2 separate regions of the Capsicum annuum genome follow, and region 2 is linked to region 1. Evidence: chromatin contacts called from public Hi-C data. All regions are on one chromosome and are shown on one strand. Each heading gives the region's core, a stretch centred on a gene start, on an enhancer-like site or on the middle of the called end of the contact. The rest is flanking DNA. Distances are from core to core; before and after follow the strand shown. Region 1 overlaps LOC107851130. Region 2 holds the start of LOC107851333 (UDP-glucose 4-epimerase GEPI48).

Region 1 (5,766 bases), core at 1,735-4,234:
AAAACAGTTTCAGGTACAACAATAATTTCAAATGTCCTTTACGTGCCCGATATTGACAAAAGTTTGTTAAGTGTTGGTGAGCTAATGGAAGAAGGATTTAAATTATTATTTGGAGACAAATATTGTCGAATCTTTGATTCTACTACTCATGAAATTTTACAAGTTGATATGAGAGACAAAGTTTCTTATTTAATCCAACAAAAGATGCACACAAGCCATGCAAGAACAAAGATGAATTGATAGGTCAAATTCAGCCAAACCCGAGACAATTTTTGATCTAAGGAGAAGTGTTGAAAATATGTCTCAGAAATAAAGTAGGAATAAATAATTGTAATAGTTTTAAATTATTAGAGTCCTATGTGATTTAGGAATCAATTGTCCTTTTATTATTTGAATAGGAATTAGTTATCCCAATTTAAATTGGAATGTAGTTAGAAATTTAGCTATAAATATATGTTGTGAGTTATTAATAAAAAAATTCCCTTTGACAATACTATTGCCGTATTTTATTTTTCTTCAACTCTTTTTCTGTTATTTCTCCAATTTCAAAGCTAAAAACCCACATTAATCAACTTCCTGTCTGGGTCCTGAAAAGATAAAAGGCAGCTGAAATGAAAAAGAATAAGAACTGGATATGTTTGCTTTATTAGCCTTGTCTCATGCCTGCATAATTTGAGTTGACTGCGACATGCTTTCTCTGCTTCCTTTTTCAGTTGATGGCTAGAATTTTCTACTAGTAATAAGGACTAAGGCTTATAGCTTCTTGAAAAGTCATTTTGGCTAAATCCACAAAAATAAATTTATACTCTGCACCCACTGTCACAAAGGAACAGTTGGTGCAGTACAGATGACTCTCTAGTGTCAATTCACAAAGCAAAATCAAATTCTCTGCCTCTGGTTGTCGGCATAGATGAGACACTTAGATCAAGATTGTAAATAAATTACACTCGTTTTGAGTTTAACAGTTGTTTTGTCTGCTTTAGTCCTAAAGTCCATTAGGTCATGACATTTGGTTGATTAGACGATTATCAAGTGATCCAGAAGACCTAATCAATGAGATTTGGGGCGGTAACGTTCTTTATTACTTCTTCATTTTATGTTCTAACTCCCAGTAATAGAATGGGAAACCTACACTTGACACTTGCTCTCTTTCTTGATGACTTTCTTTCATATTGGTTTCAGATTCATACTCACATTTCTGTTATTGATGCTCCTGCTCCCCAGTTCATTTACAATTGTTTATAGCCTTTTAATTTTTTCATCTCATTTTCTTTCAAATCTTAGTTCGAAAGCAGGCAAACAAGTTGTATAGTGATTGCCTTGAGGGAATCTTTCTCATTGCGTTTTCTAGGGAAAAGCATTTGTTTAATTATTTTCGCTAATTAGTTGGATATTCCTCATTCCTTTTCGCCTCATTCTATATATGTATGGGAAATCTAACCATTCACTCTTGAGTCTCATCAATGAATTTCGTTACTCTCTGCTCGCATGCTACTGCATTAGGCACCTGACTCATCTAAGCATCGTCAACTGAACTGTGTCCTGCATCTGCCTCTGGTCATACTTTATGTGGTTCTATTTATTTTGTTAAAAAAAATAGTCTGTAGTTAATTTGGACTTACTAACAGAATTTTCTAGCTGTGAGAAAAGGTAGGAGTCCACATAAGTTACAGTAGAGTCATGCAAAGATCATTAATATGTTTATTTGTAAAGTTATCTCATTTTGCTGTCAAAATTGTCGTGCACCTGGAATTCATGTTTGTGGAACAGTTGTATGTCATAAATGTTCTTTTGTTTCACTTGGTAATTATTTTTGAGCTTGCTGTTATCTACCATTCAGTGTTAAATCGTGGTTTCGGTGTGAAGGCTAGCCATATTGGTTTCTTATGAGTTCATTATAGTTGATTTCTGGAAATATCCCAACATCAATCCTTTGAATGATTTATTGCCTTGATCATGTATTTTGAGGTGAAATTTTATTCACTAAATTTGTAGGTCTGGATGTTGGCTCGCATGTGCCAACTGGAAAACAAAATCTTTGCTGTTGGAGAACCTGCTTATCGGTAAAAGTCTCTTGAATCCCTTATATCTGTTCTTGTTTTAATGAACAGCTTCTGTTCAGACTAAAATGTGTATGCTTCATTGTCACACATTACATGGCTTTCTCTTTGATTTATCAAGGGCCCGGAGAAGTAAAGTGAAAAGGGTGCGTGAAAGTTTGGAATGCTCCCTTTCGAGAAGGATCGAGCTGATTGAAAGCTATGCAAGAGTGCGTTATCTTTCCAGAAATGCTCAGTTGGATGAGTGAAGCTCAAATGCCATTGAACATGCATTCCAAATTTATGAATAAATATGCCTTGTGTATTGCAGATTTCTTCCATTATAGAAATTGAAGTAGAGATGGATTCAGATGTTCTTGCTGCTGAAGCAGCAGGCAATGCGGTAAGGATCATTTTGTTATAACTTTGACATTCCGTTTTTTTTTTTTTTTTAAAATTACATGTGAAAACTACAGAGTGGTACTTATACATATGATTTCGTTTTTCCTGGTTACCATTGTTTCTGTGGTTCATATTGCTCTGTGAAGGTGCAATTTTAGCTTTCTACTGGCATGTTTTCATCTTATTTTACTCTATGCAGGAAAATATTGCTGAACAAATACAACAAATAATGGAGCTTGAGAATCTTGAGGAGGTATGTGTTGTTTACTTTTACGTACTTTCTGTCTTCATTATAATTGCAGTGTAATCCTATAAGTTGCGTTTTTAACCCCGCTTTGTCTTGGCATTGACACTGTTGTTCTTCCATTATTGTAGAAATGGAAAATCCAAGCAGAGGCAAATGATGAGGCGGAAAGGCTTCTCAGTTCTGAACCTATAACTACCGAAAAGGTTCCAGAAAGATGATAATGCACATAGTTTGTATCAAGAGTAAATATCCACCTTCCTGGTTCATTTTCACTGTATTTGGCTATTTGTTATCGACGAATCAGTCAAGCCGATGTTCATTTCCGGGTTTCATACATTATCGTTACCAGAGACTAATTCCTAAGTTTCAGAAGTCTGCCAAAGATCTGGAAAAAACTCAATTTTAGCAAAAGGGTTGTAAAGGGAGAAAGAGAACTTGCATCTAGTGACCCAAACTTTACGTCTCCTTTTATCTTTTTTTTTTTTTGTTGATCTGTAAAGAAAACATAACATACTTCATGTACCTACTCTTTGGCGATTGTTTGTGTAATTATTGAACTTCACTTGCGTATGATCTTTTGAAGTTGGTTTCTTTTTTGAGTTTCTTCGAGCAAAATTTAAAAAAGACTTTGCAAGTTCAAACTTATGAAGTTGTGGTACAATTAAGAGATAGATACAGAATTTAACGTTTGTGGGTTCTGACTTCTGATGTTTATTACATACTATCTTAGTGTACGTGCTTTGAACGTGTGTCTTTCCTTAATTAAGTTTTATAAAAAAAAAGTTATTAAAATATAACAATTTATATTAAAATAAATATTGTATCTAATTAAACAATATAAGAAAATTATCATATCTCAAATATGTTATTGCATGTTGTGTTTTAATTTATTGTTTCTTTAAAATAAAAAATTAGTTTTTTTTTCACCAAAAAAATAAATAAATAAATTAGTTTTTTCTAAAGGTGTGTGTGCATATATATATATATATATATATATATAAATCACATTTCATCAAAACTATGGTATAATTTAGTTAGTTGAATTCAAAATTCTAATCCTATACTTTTTAGTTGTTTTTAGAATTCTTAAGTTTTTGTTTTTTCAAATATACATAGTAATGTTTATGTATATTACTCCCAAGCTAGTTTTTATTAGACCAAAAATAACGGAAGAGCATTTTTATGACAATAATTTTTATTTAGTTTATCAAAATATTATTTAAGTAAGGAGATTTATAACTAAAAATTAATTGATTTCAAAATTTTAATATTTAAAAAGTATGAAATTATAATTTTAAATAATGTAAGATATATTTTTAAGGGTAAACAGATGAATATATTGTAGGTTCGTATGTCCATCACATTCCTATATTATTCAACTCAAATTTGATGCTTTTACTCTTTTGACTCTAATCTTTTTGTATAGTTAGTAAAACTTCAACACATAAATTCACATGTAATTTATCATAATTTCAGTCAAATCACATATTTAACGGTTCAAATCTAACCTAAATTTCTCTAGTGTTGCAATTTTCCGTAAGAAAATAAAAATAACAAATTATATATATGTATATATATATATGGAGAGAGAGAAATCACTTTTTAGGTTATTATTGCAGTAGACATAAGGGAAAGAGGTACTGCATTAATTATAAAAAGGGGTATCGCTTAAAAAATGAATTATAAAATCAACAACGCATGATTTAGAAGGAAAAAAAATTGATAAGTTGAGTAGATAATTGTACTTGAATATGTGAGTCGTTTTCGTATATTTAATCGAGGAAGAACATTACTTATTAATAGATCCAACAAAGAATACAAACTAAATTTATTAAGAACATAAATTTGACTAATAATGCAAATTAAATCAACCAAGAATATAAGTAAAATTATCGGCATAACAATTAATATTGTTTTTAAATTATTAATAAGCAATCAACCATCAACAATGCAAAATAAGTGAGTTTTTATGATAAATAAACAAAAGTGAGTTGACGAAGAGAATCTAGAGAATAGAATCTGGAGAAGAGACAAAATTGAAAAAAATGAAAGAAAAAGATGGTGAAGATGGTAAAAAACGAAATTAGCATGATTTTTATAGAAGTTGGTAAAAGGTATGTTAAAACCTATTTTACATGGGATAGAAATTGTTGATTGTCCATATTTTGCATGAAACAGGCTATGCTTAAAAGCAAGTTGGGAAAGGATAATTTTTTTGTTTTAATTACTATTATAGTTTTTTTTTTGGTTCTCGTTTGGTTGTGTTTTTTTTTTTTTACTAATTATTTATTCTTACATTTTTTTTTTGGGTTTCGCGTTAAGATTGCTTTTTTTAATTACTTTTTTGGTTTGGAATTTTATTTTTTATTTTTTTTGATTTCTTGTTATGGTTTGTTTTTTTTTTAAATGGTAAAAAAGAAATTCTATTTTTGTGAGGAAATTTATTTTTTTGGTAATATAGTCAATATTTAATATTACTAAAATAATAGAAAAAAGGTAAAAAGGCTATTTTGTCTAAAGCGAAATCTTTTAATGAAGGGTAAAAAGTTCAAATCACTTTTATAAGGGTTTTCACACTTTTAATATATTATAGATTATAGATATAGATATAGATATAGATATAGATATAGATTATAGATATAGATATAGATATAGATATATATAGTTAGTTTTTTAATTGGATTTCAATTAAATTACTTTTTTTTTGGTTTCCCATCGTGTTCGGTGTCCGAATTGGAGCTCCGACTAATCCGAATCACGCATTGCAGGGTCCATTAAGATGACAGCGCTCCCAACAAAGTTTTATCCTCCACTAAATTACTTAATCTGGGTTCAGCCTAACTGGTACTTTTCACCAGCTCCACCCTTATTCTGAAGTTGATTTGAATGTGAATTCCAAGTGAAGTTATTAGAACTTTTGACTTGTATCAAATTTTCAACTTTCACCATCTTTTCCTAAGAAAAAGCTATCCAAAAGAAAGAAATTTTGTTGAGATAAATAAATTCCTTTGCACTATTTCTTGAGTTAGTATTTCTACTCTTTGTAATTGTTCAATATATTAAAAGTATATATTTAAT
Region 2 (5,423 bases), core at 1,483-3,982, 67 kb after region 1:
AGGAGACACCCGCTTATCACCCTACACTCTAGAAGTGAGCTTCTATTTCATCTATCCTGCATCGATATGGTATGTGAATTCCTCATCATCTCTCAGTTCCCCAGAATCATAGACCCAAGATATTTGAAACTATCTCGCTTTCAAATGGCCTAAGATTCTGCTTCACCACCACTTAGGCTTGTGTGTCAAATTACTAAACTTGAACTTCTTCTTGATCCTACTTAACCTAAACCCTTTAGACTCTAGGGTTTGTCTCCAAAATTTTAACTTATCATTAACTCCTCCCCAGGTTCCGTCAATTAGAAGTACATGATCTACAAATAACATACACCAAGTCACTTCACCTTGAATGTACCACGTCAAAACATCCATCACCAAGGTGAATAAAAACCAACTAAGAGTTGATCGCTAGTGTAACCCTGTCAAAGCAGGAAAGTGCTCTGAATATCTTCCCACCATTCTCACACGTATCTTTTCTCTATTGTACATGTCCTTAATCAACCTAGTGTACGTCATATGAACAGCTCTAGCCTCCAAACACCTCCAAAGAATTAATATATAAATAAGTAAAGTATACATAACTAATATTTTCTCTGTTTGAATTTGTTTGTCTTGTTTTGACTTGGCACAAATTTTAAGAAAGTAAAGAAGACTTTTGAATCTTGTAGTCTTAAACTAAAGATATATAGAATGTACCAAAACGTCTTTTAATCTTATGGTCTTAAACATGTCATATGCAAAACTAGAATTGAAGAGTTATCAATAAAGGAAACATTCTTTTTGAAACAAACTACAAAGAAAAGCAAAACAGATAAATTGAAACACAGGGAGTACCTCATAACTCTAACAAACATCTAAATGATCCTAGGGTGTGTTTGGTATTAGGGGTGTGCATCGGTCGATTCGGTTCGGTTTATATATTATTGGTTCGATTTATCGATTTTCGTTTTTTAAATATGCTAAACCAATAAGATATTTTTTTATCTTTTCAGTTTATCAATTTTTACCTTATCGGTTCGGTTTTTGGTTTGTCCGATAAGAAAGTACTCATAAAATAGAAATAATAGTAACAAACATGAAAAAAAATCGAATCTTAATATTAACCAAAAATCCTATATGATGTGTTTTAATTTACAAGAATGTTCAAGTTTGAACTATATGTTGTTAGGAGAATTTAAGAGTTTGTATAATTGAAATAATAGGTTTGTTAATTTATAGAAATTAAAGAGAAACTAAGATATTTATCTATCTATCTATCTATCTATCTATCTATCTATCTATCTATCTATCCCCCCCCTCTCTATATATATATTGAAACCGATAATTGGGTTATCAGTTTACCCAATAACCCGATAAGAAAAATCGAACCGAAGCAATAACCCAATAATTTTTTTTATAAAATTATTAAAAAATAGTTAACCCAATAACAATAAACCAATAACATTTTGTTAAATTTTAGTCCCTATCGGTTCGATTTTCAGTTTAACTGATAAAAAAATACTCATAAAATAGAAATAGTAGTAACTAACATGAAAAAAATCGAATCTTAATATTAACCAAAAATCTTACATGATGTGTTTTAATTTGCAAAAATCTTCAAGTTTGAACTAAATGTTGTTAGGAGAATTTAAGAGTGTGTATAATTGAAATAATAGGTTTGTTAATTTATAGAAATTAAAGAAAAACTAATATATATATATATATATATATATATATATATATATATTGAAACCGATAATTGGGTTATCGATTTACCTAATAACCCGATAAAAAAAATCGAACCAATAGTCCAATAATTTTTTTTATAAACCATTGAAAAATCATTAATTCAATAACCCAATAATAATAAACCAATAACATTTTTATCGGTTCGGTTTATCGGCCGGTTCTGTTTTTGCACACCCCTATTTGGTATGAAGAAAAATATTTTTCTAGAAAATATTTTCTTAAAAAATAAGTGAATATCTTACTTATTTTTTGATGTTTATGAGAAATACTATGACACCGAATCCAAAAAACACTATAATTTGTGAAAATACTATAATTAGTTGTCAAATTTTGAGTCGAGGTCCGAGTTAAAAGTTGGGTCTTGGGTCGGGGTTGATGCAATATTAGGGTTGAGAGTCGGGTTCTAGGTTGGAGTCCTGATCAGGAGTAGGGTTCTGAGTTGGTGTCTACATTAAGAGATGGAAATCGAGTCTCGAGCAAGGTTTGAAAATGAGGGTGGGGGTTGAATCCTGATAGAGGTTGGGGTCGAATCTTTGGCCGGGAGTTAGGTAGTTAGGTGTTGGGTCAGGGTCTAGGGCTAGGAGTTAAGGGTTAAGGTCAAGTGTCGGGCCGAGAGTAAAGTAGTTAGGTGTTGATGAGTCAGGGTTTAGAGTCAGGAGTCGAAAGTGGAGTCCTGGGCTAGGGCCGGCATCAGATGTTAAGTCTTGGGTCGGGTCCCAACTTGACCCTAACTCGAGATCCTTGCCTTGGGCCCAACTCGAGACCGAACTCTCAAATGCAGATCCAACCTCAATTGGGGACTTGACTCCTGATTCTGACCTAGATCGATGACTTAGCTCCCAACTTTGGACTCCATTAGTGACTTGGGACCTGATTCTCAACCTCGACCCAAGAGTCTGATCCGGGTCAGGACTGAGAATCATGTCTCGAGTTGAGGTCTACTCCAGTATTGGGGTTGAATGATAGGCTTAAAGAGACTTTTAGGAAATACTTTCCTTCGTACCAAACACACCGTAAGTGTTCACTTCCATTACCCCTTAACCTTCCCCTTCTAAAAAAAACAAAACACACACTTACACGCACACTGTAATAATTAGAAACCTGTGTGAAATTACAACAGTAAACTGTGGAGTGTAAACAGAGCTGCCGATTCAAACCATATTATTGTTTTCCCATTCAGAAGAGTACCGACGTGATGAAACCTCCTTTCCACATGGCCTTTCTTTTCCTTAAAACTATTCGTTGATAAATCCCTTTAAGATTCTTCCACCCAAATGACAGACAAGAGGGAGTTTCTTTCCCACAAATTACCATTATAAAAACTCCACCTTTGTTCTATACTTTCTTGATTTTCTTCATACACTTTCTTGATCTGAATTCTTGATTTGGATCAATGTCGAAGAATATACTAGTGACAGGTGGAGCTGGGTACATTGGGAGTCACACGGTGTTACAGTTGCTTCTAGGTGGTTACAAGACTGTCATTGTTGATAATTTGGATAATTCATCTGCCATTGCTGTTAAAAGGGTTCAAGAACTTGCGGGTCAATTTGGTTCTAACCTTTATTTTTACAATGTAGGTCCCTTTTTCCCTATTTAATCGTTGGATTTGTGTGAATTATCGAGTTTACGTGTATCTGGGGTGTAAAGATTGGGTTTTTATTTGGGCTGGGAATTACTGGCATCTGTTTTTTTTTTTTTTAATCAAGAGTGATGATTTGGGTATATCATGATTTTTACTAGTTTCAATGTTATTGGGATTTGAACCTCTATGCTCTGAAATCTATAGAATTTGGTTCTTTTCTGCTTGTTGATAAGTTTGTAGTCTTTGTGTAACCTTCTTTTTTTCCCTTTTTTCTCTACACAGTAATATATTATGAAATGCAAGGCAAGAATGCTTAGAATAAACCTTTAGTGGTCCGGCCCTTCCCCTGACTCCGTGCATAGTGGGAGCTTAGTGCACTGAGCTTCCCTTTTTACACAGTATTGTAGTATGAAATGCAGTGTAAGGTTGTAGAATAAATCCTTGTGGTCCAGTCCTTCCCCTGACCCGGTGAATAGTGGGAGCTTAATGCACCGAGCTGCCCTTTTTACACAGTACTGTAGTATGTTTCTACTGCTGTGTTGTACTAGCTGTATTATTGTTGTTCTTGCTTTTGATATCTGCCATCGTCTGTTGTTTATTGTGTTGTGATTATCACATTATTTTGTTGTTCTTCTTGTCCCTCTCTTGTAAGCTTTGCGCTGCTTCTTTTGTTAGTTGCTATGTTTTCTTCATTGTTTTCTTCATTGTTTTCTTCTTCTTTGTACTTGGATTTGCTGCACCTGCGCAGAGGGGCTTTTGGTAACAGCCTCTCTATCTCTACAAGGTAGTGGTAAGCTCAGCCTACACTATACTCTCCCCAGACCGCACTTGTGGGATTTCACTGGGTATATTGTTGTTGTGGTATTGTAGTATGTTTTTTTCAAGCACTTGATTGTTGTTTCAGTTCCTGCATTTTGTCTGTTCCTGATTTCTATAGTTTTGTTTTGAATGTCAGATTGATCTACGTGACAAGCCTGCAGTTGAAAAGCTTTTCGAGTCTAACAAGTAAGTCCTACTATGTTAGTTGCAAGATATACATCGATTCTGAATTCTTTTTGTACAACCTTCTTTATTGATCACCCTTCCATTGTTATCGCCAGTGTTGTTTTATTCAGTGTGGTATGTTGAAACCTTGATAAGCATGGTCATGAATTGTATACTGTTTTCCCAAAATTTGCTGTTTATCATTTCAACATGGGGGTTGTAATGTAAAAATTTGCCAATTAGCTCTCCTGCTTTACTTCATTTCTGTACATCAGCATCTGTCACCTATGTAATGCAGGTTCGATGCTGTTATCCATTTTGCTGGACTAAAGGCAGTGGGTGAAAGTGTCCAAAAACCTTTGATGTACTATAACAACAATATTGCAGGTACAATTACCTTGTTGGAAGTCATGGCAGAGCGTGGATGCAAAAATGTATTTCTTCTCTACTCTTTTGCTTATTTTAATAATGCATCTTTTCTCTCTTGCAATCGTATATTTACTGGCTTCTGCCTTCAAATATTCAGCTTGTGTTCTCATCATCGTCTACTGTCTATGGCTGGCCAAAAGAGGTTCCTTGTACTGAGGAATCTCCCATAAGTGCTGCAAATCCTTATGGAAGGACAAAGGTATCTTTTGAGTTGTCTCACCTGGTTGTTTTAGTGCTCAGCTGGTTTAATGAAGCTGATATCTATGATTCTAAAATCTAGTTGAAGCTCATTGACTGCCTCTCTATTGAGGCTGCTGAGCAGCCAAGTTTTATACCTTCCCTTGTACTTTTCTTTTAGAAGAGGGAGGGCAGTCTGTGTTCTCTCTTTTCTGAATAGCCAGAATTCTGGTTACGTATATGCTGTGTGTTTATACGCAAAGCTAATTAGACTTAATTTTCAGCTCTTCGCTGAAGAAATTTGCCGGGATGTCTACCATTCTGACTCTGAATGGAAAGTCATATTGTTGCGGTACTTCAATCCTATTGGTGCACATCCAAGTGGCTCTATTGGTGATGATCCACGTGGAATTCCAAATAACCTCATGCCCTTTGTTCAACAAGTTGCTGTTGGCAGGAGACCAGCACTGACAGTTTATGGAACTGATTATCCAACAAAGGATGGTACAGCGGTATGGCC

The links. Hi-C and Micro-C count contacts between places; a contact is called where the count stands out from the background.
Region 2: a Hi-C map of bud shows a contact between it and region 1, with 2.3 times the contacts expected there. The contact joins the promoter of LOC107851333 here to the enhancer-like site in region 1. A contact is called at or near these places in 2 of 5 Hi-C or Micro-C datasets (bud and placenta).

What each region holds. Positions count from the first base shown.
Region 1 is chr12:191,897,362-191,903,127 of UCD10Xv1.1, forward strand. It overlaps LOC107851130, which reads left to right. Exons shown (of 12, transcript XM_047400916.1): 8 at 1,996-2,063; 9 at 2,182-2,269; 10 at 2,371-2,442; 11 at 2,641-2,694; 12 at 2,817-3,258. The coding sequence ends at 2,906. Among protein-coding and RNA genes, the nearest start is that of LOC107851130, 10 kb to the left of the region's middle. Within about 2 kb of position 2,985, at least 4 of the 5 cell types and tissues checked have an H3K27ac peak or open chromatin away from gene starts, as enhancers often do. A contact at or near this core is called in bud, where this site is marked.
Region 2 is chr12:191,964,914-191,970,336 of UCD10Xv1.1, forward strand. It overlaps LOC107851333 (UDP-glucose 4-epimerase GEPI48), which reads left to right and starts at 2,733. Exons shown (of 9, transcript XM_016696303.2): 1 at 2,733-3,304; 2 at 4,269-4,318; 3 at 4,596-4,731; 4 at 4,824-4,925; 5 at 5,188-5,415. The coding sequence starts at 3,122.